3 separate regions of the Sus scrofa genome follow, and all the other regions are linked to region 2. The links are chromatin contacts, called in public Hi-C and HiChIP or PLAC-seq maps. All regions are on one chromosome and are shown on one strand. Each heading gives the region's core, a stretch centred on a gene start, on an enhancer-like site or on the middle of the called end of the contact. The rest is flanking DNA. Distances are from core to core; before and after follow the strand shown.

Region 1 (3,813 bases), core at 845-3,344, 130 kb before region 2:
GCCTGGGAACTTCCTTATGCCAAGGGTACCACCATAGAAAGCAAAAAACAACACAAAACAAAACAACGACTGCTAGCACTTTAGCCAGTATTTCCTCCCAGCCATGATCAAAGATCACCTCTTGAATTTCCATACCATTTCTACCTACTGCCCACTGTTTGATCTAGAAAATAGTCATACCTAGCTGCAAGGCAAGTTAGAAAATGAAGTCTTTATTCTAGAAAGCCATGTGCACAGCTAAAAACTAGAATTTCTTTTTCCACATGAAAAGGAAAAACCAATATGAGGGAGAATGTCTTGAGCTCTGTAGTACACTCTCACTTCTTTCTTTGACCTGAAATATATATTCATTTATACTTTCATTCATTCGTTTACTTACTCAAAAATTTTGTTGAGCATCTATTTGTGCCAGGCTGGATACTAGTGACAGAGGAAAGTGGTTAAAAGTTGAATCTTAGAAGACAGCATGGGGGCAGGCTAGAAAGACCACGGGAAATTATAGTAGACCTTCAATAAATTTAGAATAAACTGTCCAAAGAGATAAGGTGTAGACATTGAGGAAAGTACCCGGAGGATATGAGGTGATAGGTAACCTTGGTTTTCTAAGGATAGATGAACAGAAAAAGAAGGCAAGTATATTTCCAAGTTAGACCTTATACCATGAACGGTGATTTTTAAGGAATATGTGGAATTTCTGCAGCTCTGTTAGAATTATTCATCAGACTTGATGGATAAACCACAACCCAGCCAACTGTTTGGTTAAACTAGTTAGTGATCTCCATTAAGTCCCCCACACAATTGTTTTGGCTGCAGCCATCAGAGCTGATGATAAAGAGACACTGATAGGAATGGACTGGCTCTGTTGCAGCTCGGTTCACCAGCAGACATAACCCCAAAGGCAAAAAAATATACCAGCTGACAGAAGAATCAGGCACTGTCTTTATGTTCCAACCCTTTAGCCCCACACCCATCCAACTGAAAAATCCCCCATCTGCTCTCAACCTCTCTGCTCAGCCAGTCATGTTGCACCAGAGACCCTCCAAGTCAGCAGCTTCCCAAACTACTCTGGGATTATAGAATTTCTTCCCCCTGAAACCTCTACCCAGCTTTGAGAAAAGATTCCCATATCCAGTAACGCCTTGCTCATCTTTTCCCACCAAAAAAAAAAAAAAAAAAAAAAGTTTTTAAAAATAAGAGAGATCTTTGGGAATCATTTTGAGCTTTAGAGAACAAACAAAAGGATCTCCCAAATTGGGAAATAAAGACATATTCAGACTTTTCAGATCCACCGTCTAAAGTCACAGTCATACCCCTCCTACAAGGATGGCTGTCACTGTCACCGTGCTGACCCCGTGGTGCAGCTTCTCCTGAAACAAACAAAAAAGAGCTGTGTGATAAATCATATCTGCAAGATGTGTTTCATATGTCAAGCACACATTGCTTCTAAATCAAATGCTGATACATGACTTATTCCGTCAAAAGTAAGCAGAATGCTGTAATTTATAATCATCTCGAAGCACACTGCAGAGAAAATGAAAGCAGACCATTAAATTTTAATGCCTGTTCGGTTCTCTGAAAAGAGTGTTTCTGGCCACGTTTGAAGCAGGGTTTGAAGCAGGGTTGCTCACACCATTTTGTACGCCCCCGCCCCCCCAAAAAACAGTTTGTGTTTGCCAACATTTGTGGAAACTAATTGCAAAAATGATTTAGCTGTCAAAAGCTGCCATCAGTTGGGAAGTTCTCCTGAGCACAGGAGGTGATGGCAGAGGCACAGGAGCAGGTCCTATCCAATGCCCCACCCCCATTTCGCTTTTTAACAATTGTCTGTTGTGCAAGCCAGCTCCCCGCAGCAGGGCTGGGAGCAGATATTCATTGGAGTGTCATCTCCGCTTAGGCTCTCGTCCTGCACACCTATTCATCTGTGTTAAGTGAACAGCAGCATCAGCTCAAATTAAGCTGGCTTGAAAACAGCCACTGTTAATAATTTCTGCTGTGATTCAACTTAGCTTTGGCTAACAGGTGAAGATGTTTCATAACGGAGGCAATTACAGCTCTGAGAGCGCTTTCCCACTGCCTGTTTAATCAGAGGAATGGAACACTAGCTCCTCGTGTGCACGGGGAAGGGCCAGCGCAGCCACCATCGGCTGCATTCGTTATCTGCTAGATTGAACAAGCTGCCTGCCGGGGACAGATGCTTAGTGCAGTGATTAGAATATAAAGCAATTGCAAAGGCTGAGGGGAGTGGAGTCAGTCTCCTTTATCTCAACTTACTACAGGCTTTTCTGGTCAGATAACTAGTCTTCCAAACCGGTCTCTTTTTGTAGATGAGAAATCATATGTATATCACTGCATGAAGACTTATACATATTCATTCATCTGTGCCCGGTGTGAATTTTCCATTTAGAGTAGAAACGGTTATTGTTTTGCTCTGTTTTGTTTTGTGTTAAGGCGGGGGATTCTTCAATTCTGTGCATGTTCAGCTCCTTTTATAAGTAAATGTTTATGACAGGGAATATAGAGAGGCAGTAAGTATGAAACCAGTACAATAAAAATGCTTGCCAATTTTTCTTGATTATTTTCAGAGATGGCAAAATCTGATGGTTTACTGATTTTCAGACAACTTTCATATTTAGTGTTTTTAAAAAAGCCGTAATAAGTGAAAACTTCAAAATATATAACCCTAGGTTTTCACTTACATTAAAAGGAAAAAAAATTGAAAGTATGGATATGTTTTACTACTTTTTACATTATAGAGACAGCCTATTTCCACATAGAGGGAAATCTATTATTCTAGCACAAAGTAATTTTTCACGTCAACACTGCGTAACTTTAAATTATAGCAAAAACCTAGCTGTGTACTTCCTAATTGTGGGGATTTTCAAATAGTTCTTTTCCAGCCAAACATTTTTCCTCTTCTGCTGAAAGAAAATCAAGCAGTCTAAATTGAATTTTTATTCATTACAATTTCCTGGAATGTAGTTCTTAATGGTTTCTGATGTGCCTAAAGGCATGAACCTTAAACTACAACACCCCCCACCACCCCCCGCCCCCCACCCCACCCCCACCAAGGAAGAACTAGGAAAATGAAAAAGACCCTTTTTGTTACTGGTATTACATTTCCATTGTATACGTTAATCTGCTTTCAGAGTATTTTCCCGCAGTTTCTTTTCCATGGAGGACCTTTAATAAAGTCCTTGGTAGGTTGTACTTAACGAGCAATTGATTACCGAGCTGCGTATCCCCAAACTGATCATGTTTCCTACAAACAGCAAAACAGCAGAGAGGGGCGGAGGGAGGGTGGTGAGCTATACGCTTACTTTTTATTTTTAAAATGTTTTAAGAGCTGGGAATGGGTCTGCTTTCATAACACCAAGGTTATACTTAGAGCAATCTCTTTCCATCTAAGTTTTTAATGGAGAGTGTGGTATTCTTCATCAATTATTTAACAGACTTTGAGGCTCTGTGTGTGTGTGTGTGTGTGAACATTTGTGCTTAAATTGGGGGATATAGAAAGAAACAGGAAAAAAAAAAAGAATGATAGTGTTTCCATTGCTAAATAGATGGTTCCACACTGTGTTTAAAATACCTGCTTAACAAGATAGTGACTTGTCTTTTTGAAGAGGTATTTCGCTCCTCATTCTTGAGAACCATCCATCTAGCCTCATCTTGGAATAGTCTCTGCAAGAATCCACTGCCCACTGAGTTTCCCCCTGACAATTACTGTTGCTCCTTACCCTTGAAGCTTTGAAAGCCTGTGTAACATTAGCCTATCTAGCCCAGTGAAAATGTCTTTACAGATTAGTGTAATGTTAA
Region 2 (3,350 bases), core at 729-3,228:
TATAAAAATGCAAGTTCTTGAGCTAAATTTCTTCAGGTTTCAGAGAAAAAGAAAAGAATCACTTCTGGTAATAGCCAGTCAAATGCAGGGTTTGGCTCTCCCTGTCTCCTCTCCCTTTCTGCCCAGGGCCAGGATAATCTAATTTCCAATGTCTGGTTCCCATGTTTCTCTGGTCCCAGTAGCCTCTGCTTGCTTGTTCATTGCCCACATGGACACAAGGTATCCATTGCTCTCCACTGTCCTCTACTGTTCTTATCCAACCATAAGGCCTCCTCCATCCCCACAGTCCAGTCCTTTCAGGGGCCCAGAAATTTACATGCACCTCCTCTGCACCACTCTGGGGCCATTGGATGAGATGGGTTGTCCTCAGCCCTCCCTGCCTTGGTCAACACTACACTATCATGCCAATACCAGCTGTTCCAGGACCAGACAGATCTTGAGGCTTAGAAGAGGTGAAAGTGTCCTGAAGCTACCAGAGAGTGAGCACAAAGTCTGCAGCTCTCAGAGTCCCCCAAATTTATACTTGCAAACACACCCACACACGGACTCACCCTTGGGATTTGACCTCACTTCTCAGGATCCCAGAAACACCTAATTAAATAGCTGACAAATGTAACAGATAATTATAGATCTTAACAACAGAGAAACTAGGTAAAGGTATGTAGAGATTCTCTGTGCTATCTTTGTAACTTTCTCTAAACCTAAAATTATACCAAAATTTAAAGTTGACATAGAAAGTAATGAGAAGGGAGTGGTGGGTGGAGGTATGGGAGGGACAAGATTAACTGGGGACTGGTAGTTGTTGAGATGGGGTGATGAGACGGGAGGTTACTATGCTACTCTGCCTATTTTAGGTTGTAAGTTCTCCATAATTAAAAAAAAAAAAAGATAATTTAAAATGCATATTATGGTATAGTCCCTTCTAAAGACTCTTAAAAGTCTACATAAACTTTAGAAGCCAGTAATTTGACACTTTATTCTCTCTGTAGAATTTTTACCATCAGGACTCTAGTGTTTAAATCACAGGGCAAAGAGAGCAAATAGGAAGAACTGAAAAAACAGCAAAGTTGAATATTATCCAACTATGCAATTTGCTTCTGGTGTTTGGTTTTGCTATTAGACCATCTCACAGCCCTTCTCCTCCCTTTGTATTTTTTAAATTTTTTTTCATCTCCATTTTTACCACTGTTTAGATCTCTACATGTGTCACTTGGCATAAGGTCCCACTGCAATATAACAACACATCCAAATAATCATTGCTTAAACAAGATAAAAGCTTGTATCCCTCATACATAAAATCAGACTGGAAGTCAACAGTCCAGGACTTTCATGGCATCTCCACAGCATTCTCAGTGGCTTCAGCTCCTTATGGTCCTTATCCCTTAATTCCTAGGATGTTGCACTTGTCACCAGGCTTACAAGATAGCCTCTGAGCTCCAGCCATCACACTCACATTCCAGGCAGCAAGAAGGCAGGTCAAGCCACTTACCTTTAAGGAAATGTCCCAAAAGTCCCACAGAATACTTTTGTAATCTTTCATTGACCAAAACATTCTCATAGAGCCATTCCTAGCTGCAAGGCAAAGTGTGGAAAATAGTGTTTTAATTGTACCCTGTCTGTCCTCTATAAAACCAGTGTTCTATGAGGGAAGGAGGGGAGAATGGATGTTGGGTAGGCAATTAGCAGCCTCTGCCACAGTCAGCCGTGGGAAAAATCTGAACATGCAGCGGCAGAGCAGCCCAACCATGACTTATGCCCAAATTAATTACCCGGCTAGTGCAATCAGCAAAGATCTGGAAGTATCTGTCATCCCACATACGCTGCTGACTGGTTTATGTTGATTAGTTTGACTGAAAGTTAAAACTAGAAAACTGCGTGTGGATTCACTCTTCCCAGCAAGATACCATCTATCAACACAGAGGCCGATATGTGTGCATTTGTGTCAGCATCGCGTAGGGCATGAGATATGCCTGCTGTGACTATGATGTCCTTTAAACCTAAAATGGAAGCATTACAGATTCCTCCTGGCAGCCCTCTTGACCCTGTAGGAGACCTTCTGGGCTCCTGGCCAGTCTCCAGAGATTCCTGTCTGTCTGCCTGCAAGGAGACACTTTCTGGGCTCCCTGCCCACGTTCTAACCTGCTGCTCACTGGAGTAGAGAGCCATGTCTATTTGGGTCAGTCTTGACTGATTATCCTGTTGCCTTGAAGTAAGTTCCCTTGAGTGCTCCACATATAACTGTGTCCACCACACGTCTGCATGCCGGGTGCCGAGTAAATGCAGTGAGGTGTGGTGGAAAGAGCATCTGAAACATGAGACTGAGGACTGAGTCTGAGCAATTCTCTGTCCATGGAGTGAGACCTTAGGCAATTCACTGAGTCTCTAAGCCTTGGTCTTCTCACATGCCAGGCCAAGATATCGCTACCTCCTCTACTTTCCCTGCAAGCTGATTGTGAGGTTGCTGTAAGATAGTACATGTCAAAGTCAAGTACTTTATTGCCCCTAAATTGGTTATGGTTAATAGTGTTGATCTAATGAAAATGTGAGTTTTTGAAAAAAGAGAAAAAAACAAAAACAGTGATAATGTGGTTTAAGCCCACTAACTTTGACTTTAGAAAGAAAAAAAAGAAAGAAATATAGTAACTAGAGCCAAGTCTGCAAGGTAAAACAAAGACAAACAAACAAACAAAAAAAGAATTGGTGAAATTATATCAGCCCCAGAAAGGAGAGATCCTAAATGATTTGTTCCACGGAATAAACTCCTAAGGTTCTACCTCCATTTCCATTTATTATTAACTATTCCTTCCATGGAACACTAATCCAAAGAGTAAATGTATCATTAAAGACCCTGTTCTCTCCAAACTGGAAAGGTAGAATAAGTTTTATTCCTTTTAACCAAGTCAGTTTTAAAATACAGGAAATTCCTATCTCAGCTGCAAGGACCAAAACCATCCACTTAGAATTTCCCTGCTCAGTACAATCCCCAAGGACCCACTTCTGCTCACATAAGTATAAGCCTTTAGGCACAATATGTAAGCAATTATTTGTATACACATAAATCCAATTTGGGGTCAGGTGAGTTTTGTTGGTGTGACTGTGTATGTAAATATATCTCTATATACTGAAGCCTGCAGGTTATAGTTTTTTAGAAATATCAATAAGGAACAATTTTAAATCCTTTCATTTTTGTCAAAGGAGCTTTATTGTACACAATGTAATATTAGAATTTTCTTTTACTGGCTACCACTTTAATGTTGACATTTTTATCTGGCGTTGGATCCAAAGAAAAACTTGTGATTTGACATAATAAATTGCTCCCCATACATGAAATGAAAATCACGTGGGCTCTG
Region 3 (3,396 bases), core at 748-3,247, 140 kb after region 2:
GCGGAAATCATAAAACAGTGGAAACCCCTATTGTCCAGGAAACAACGTTGCCTTTGAAATCCTCATCTCCTGGAGACCTGTCTCTGAAATAGCTGGAAAAAGCCAACCTGGCTATTTCGGTGAAGCTTAAATGTCTAGTATGCTCAGCACAGGCAAGACGACACTGTCGAAGTGAAAATGACTGAAGCCAGCCTGCCAGCCCAGGTTGGTTTTCAGGTTTTAAGAGTAATTTGCTCAATTGGCAGATATTTACACATTCCCTACTCTGTGTAGCTCATCTCACACAGCAAGAAAAACATACTCAGATGAACACAGAAAAAGACGCCAAGAGTGCATGATGTGAGAGGAACAAAAGTAACTTTGTGACTTAGATGGAGCTGGTACTTTCCAGGCTTAGATGGAGCTGGTCAGACAGGCTTTAAGGAGGGAATGTGACCTGAGCTGAGTCTTATGGAAGGTGAGGAGGACACTGGCAGGTGGAGACAGCAGGAGCACGTAGTTTGGATGGAAGAGCATCTCGAGGAAAAGGTATAGAGGTAAAAGTCCATGTCCTCTGGTTCTGTTTGGGGAAAGAAGACCTGTTCAGTTTGGCTGGAACTTAAAACATATATAAGGACATAAGGGAAATGAGTAAAGAGATGGAAAAGAGCATCAGAACTGTTTAGTATTAGTTAACTCTTGTTACATAACAAATGACCCAAAACTTAGCTTCAGGCAAAAAATAATAATTCCATCAGAGTTTCTGTAGAGACACTCCAGTCATAGTCTCTGAGTCTGGAGGCAATCGCCTAAGGCTTGCCTGGGCTTGGAAGTTCCATTTCTCAACTCACTTGTTCACTTCCATAGGGGCCTCTCCACAGCTGCTGGTTTACCCTGGAGTAGGTAATGAGAGACATTGACAGAGACAGAGAGAGATCAGAACACAAGCTCCGGAGCCTTTTGCAGCCTGGCCTTGGGAATGACTACCATTGCTTCTACCATATGCTATGGGTCACACAGGGCTGTGGATATCAGAAGGTGGGATCGTTGGGCGGAAGGGCAGTGTGTTTCAGAGTCTGACTAGCACAGCCACCCCTACAGTTGTGCAGATGGGGCCCTGCATGTCCCTAAGGAGCTCCATGCGTATTGTAAACATGGTGGAAGAATTTTTGAGCAGTAGAGTCTATGAACAGATGAACAACTTTAGGCCTCCCACAATGTGCTTAGTGACATCTAAACTCATGCAGTAGATAAATGACAGAATGAGCCAATGGCAGGGTGAACAGCTGGGAGGATACTGTGGGGTCCAGATGAGGTCTAGTAAAGCCTCTGTTGGGATGGAGGTGGTAGGAGGGAAAAGAAGGGCTGGATGCCCCAGCCAGGAGCACAAAGGCTGAATCAGCAGAACTTGGTAGCTTCCTCCAAAATAGTTCAAGCAGAGGGTGAATGATATCTAAAGTGCTTGTTCTATGCATATGAGTATGTGAAAGACACTCAATATTTAATACTGAGGTGGCTGCCAAACAGAGAAATGATTTCTTTATAAAGATCTACAAAAAGAAGCAGAGTTTCAAGGACTAGCAGCTATGAGCTCATTTTCCTTGGGGTTTTTTTTTTTTTTTTTTTTTTTTCCCTAGGAGGTCAGCCAGTTTCATGAAAGCAAAGAAGGGAGAGGACAGACTGCGATGTACTCTTTCCAATCCCATTATTCACCGCCAGCACTTTTCACTCTTCACCTGCTCCGAAAGCCAATAAGCCAGCAAAGCCCTGGGCTGGGGTCCAGAACTGGCATTCACTCTCACCCTTGGACGCGAGTCAGACCAATTATAGGTTGTGAAGACAGTGCAGGTTGTTTGAAAATATTAAGTAGGTCAAATCTTCCCATGAAACGTAGGCTGCCAACTTCTTTATTAGTAAGAAGACCATTTATTCAATTATTCATGTATTTGACATCTGTTTCTGGAGTTCAAGGCAGTGTGATGGAGATTTTGAGTCTAACCAAAATGAGTCAGAGGCCCTGGCCTCTGGGGACCCACAGCCTACAAGGGAGATAGACTCAAAAGGCTAAGACAGGGCAGCAGTGTGACGTGCCGTACAACACAAATTTCACAGTAACACAGTTTAAACAGCCCATTGACATTTTTTTGGATCTCTCACTGGCAGCAAGTTTTAGGAATGGTGAAAAATGCAGTAAGACATTGCTGTCAGCTGGGAACCAGTGTTTCCGGGCCAGCATCCAACTGCCAAGCTGGCCCTTGACACTATATATAGTTGAGGTGTTCCAAAACTGTGGTCCAAGAACTTGAAATATCACACCCCCTTTGTTATCATGCTCAGAAAAATTAGTTAAAATCACAGCAGTTCCTTGGATGAACAGAGCATTAAGACTGTCTTTCCTGAAGAGAGCAGGGAAAGTCATCCACTTATCCAGAGATAAGCAAAAATACCAACGTGTGCCAGGAGGCAGGCAGAAAGACGGAACATCACGAGGGACTCCCAAGGTCAGGGGCAGGTCAACACCACTCTGCAGGCTGCTCTGGCCCTCAGGCTGATGAGTATGGGCAGCTTCTCTGGGAGTAAACTGAGCTGCGACGGGGCGGCGGAAGAGAGGAGGCGCAGGTAGCAGAGAGTGTTGTGAGTTGGAAAATGATCACCTCTGCAAAGCCACGAGAAAGGGGAAGGGCCAAGTCCCTTCTTTCCTACAGGAGGATCCTCTTGCCAGAGTCTGGAGGTAGCTTATAAGATGGACCAGCTGAGTGTCCCAGTGAACATGCTGAGAGCAGGACCTAAATAGTGCTATGGGGTATGGAAGCGTTGGTAGCATAGTTTCATGGATGCACCAGAAGAGGTGCAAAGGCACCAGCAGGACCTCTTGTTCTTAGCTGGTCTAGATTAAGGGAAGAAATCACTACCACAATGAGGTGATAATTTCTTCCATCCAGACTAATGTCCCCTCATGGAATTTCCCAGAGCATCTTCCGTTTACCCATCTCACAGCACAGGGTTAGCACTGCCTCCCTACATGTATGTGCTTTCTCCGAGACAACAGTCTCCTTGAAGTAACCATTATTTCTCTATTTTCGTTACCCAAGACAGTGTTTAGCAAATAGGTATCATTACATGTTTGCTAAACAAGAGTGATGAGATGCTTATTGGGTTTTGTTGGAGTGGGCTTCGGTGTGGGAATAGCAGGACATTAGCTTGGGAAGACGGAGGGAGCCTGTGGTGTACATTTACCATTTACCCAGCATCTAACCCCCACTCCTCTTCTTCTGAGGAATTCCCAGTTTCCTCTATGGAATCCACCACTTTTGAATCATGGAAGGCGGCGGACCCACCTACCGTTAAAGACGGACAGTTTGCCAATCGTTCTTTCCCAGCCTGCCTAGCAGCTTGGGCATGGGTAGGTGACCTAAG

The links. Hi-C and Micro-C count contacts between places; a contact is called where the count stands out from the background. HiChIP or PLAC-seq counts read pairs in DNA pulled down with a chosen protein or histone mark.
Region 1: a contact with region 2 is called in a Hi-C map of psoas muscle, with 2.3 times the contacts expected there. The contact joins two enhancer-like sites. A contact is called at or near these places in 2 of 47 Hi-C or Micro-C datasets (fetal heart ventricle and psoas muscle) and 1 of 2 datasets of contacts at active chromatin or transcription factors (skeletal muscle).
Region 3: an H3K27ac HiChIP or PLAC-seq map of skeletal muscle shows a contact between it and region 2. The contact joins two enhancer-like sites. A contact is called at or near these places in 1 of 47 Hi-C or Micro-C datasets (liver) and 1 of 2 datasets of contacts at active chromatin or transcription factors (skeletal muscle).

What each region holds. Positions count from the first base shown.
Region 1 is chr2:128,549,927-128,553,739 of Sscrofa11.1, reverse strand. All of the region lies in intron 10 of LOC102158243 (a long non-coding RNA gene), which reads left to right. Among named protein-coding and RNA genes, the nearest start is that of ZNF608, 400 kb to the right of the region's middle. Within about 2 kb of position 2,094, at least 16 of the 83 cell types and tissues checked have an H3K27ac peak or open chromatin away from gene starts, as enhancers often do. A contact at or near this core is called in skeletal muscle, where this site is marked.
Region 2 is chr2:128,419,234-128,422,583 of Sscrofa11.1, reverse strand. All of the region lies in intron 10 of LOC102158243 (a long non-coding RNA gene), which reads left to right. Among named protein-coding and RNA genes, the nearest start is that of ZNF608, 260 kb to the right of the region's middle. Within about 2 kb of position 1,978, at least 7 of the 83 cell types and tissues checked have an H3K27ac peak or open chromatin away from gene starts, as enhancers often do. A contact at or near this core is called in skeletal muscle, where this site is marked.
Region 3 is chr2:128,278,197-128,281,592 of Sscrofa11.1, reverse strand. No RefSeq gene overlaps it. Among named protein-coding and RNA genes, the nearest start is that of ZNF608, 120 kb to the right of the region's middle. Within about 2 kb of position 1,997, at least 14 of the 83 cell types and tissues checked have an H3K27ac peak or open chromatin away from gene starts, as enhancers often do. A contact at or near this core is called in skeletal muscle, where this site is marked.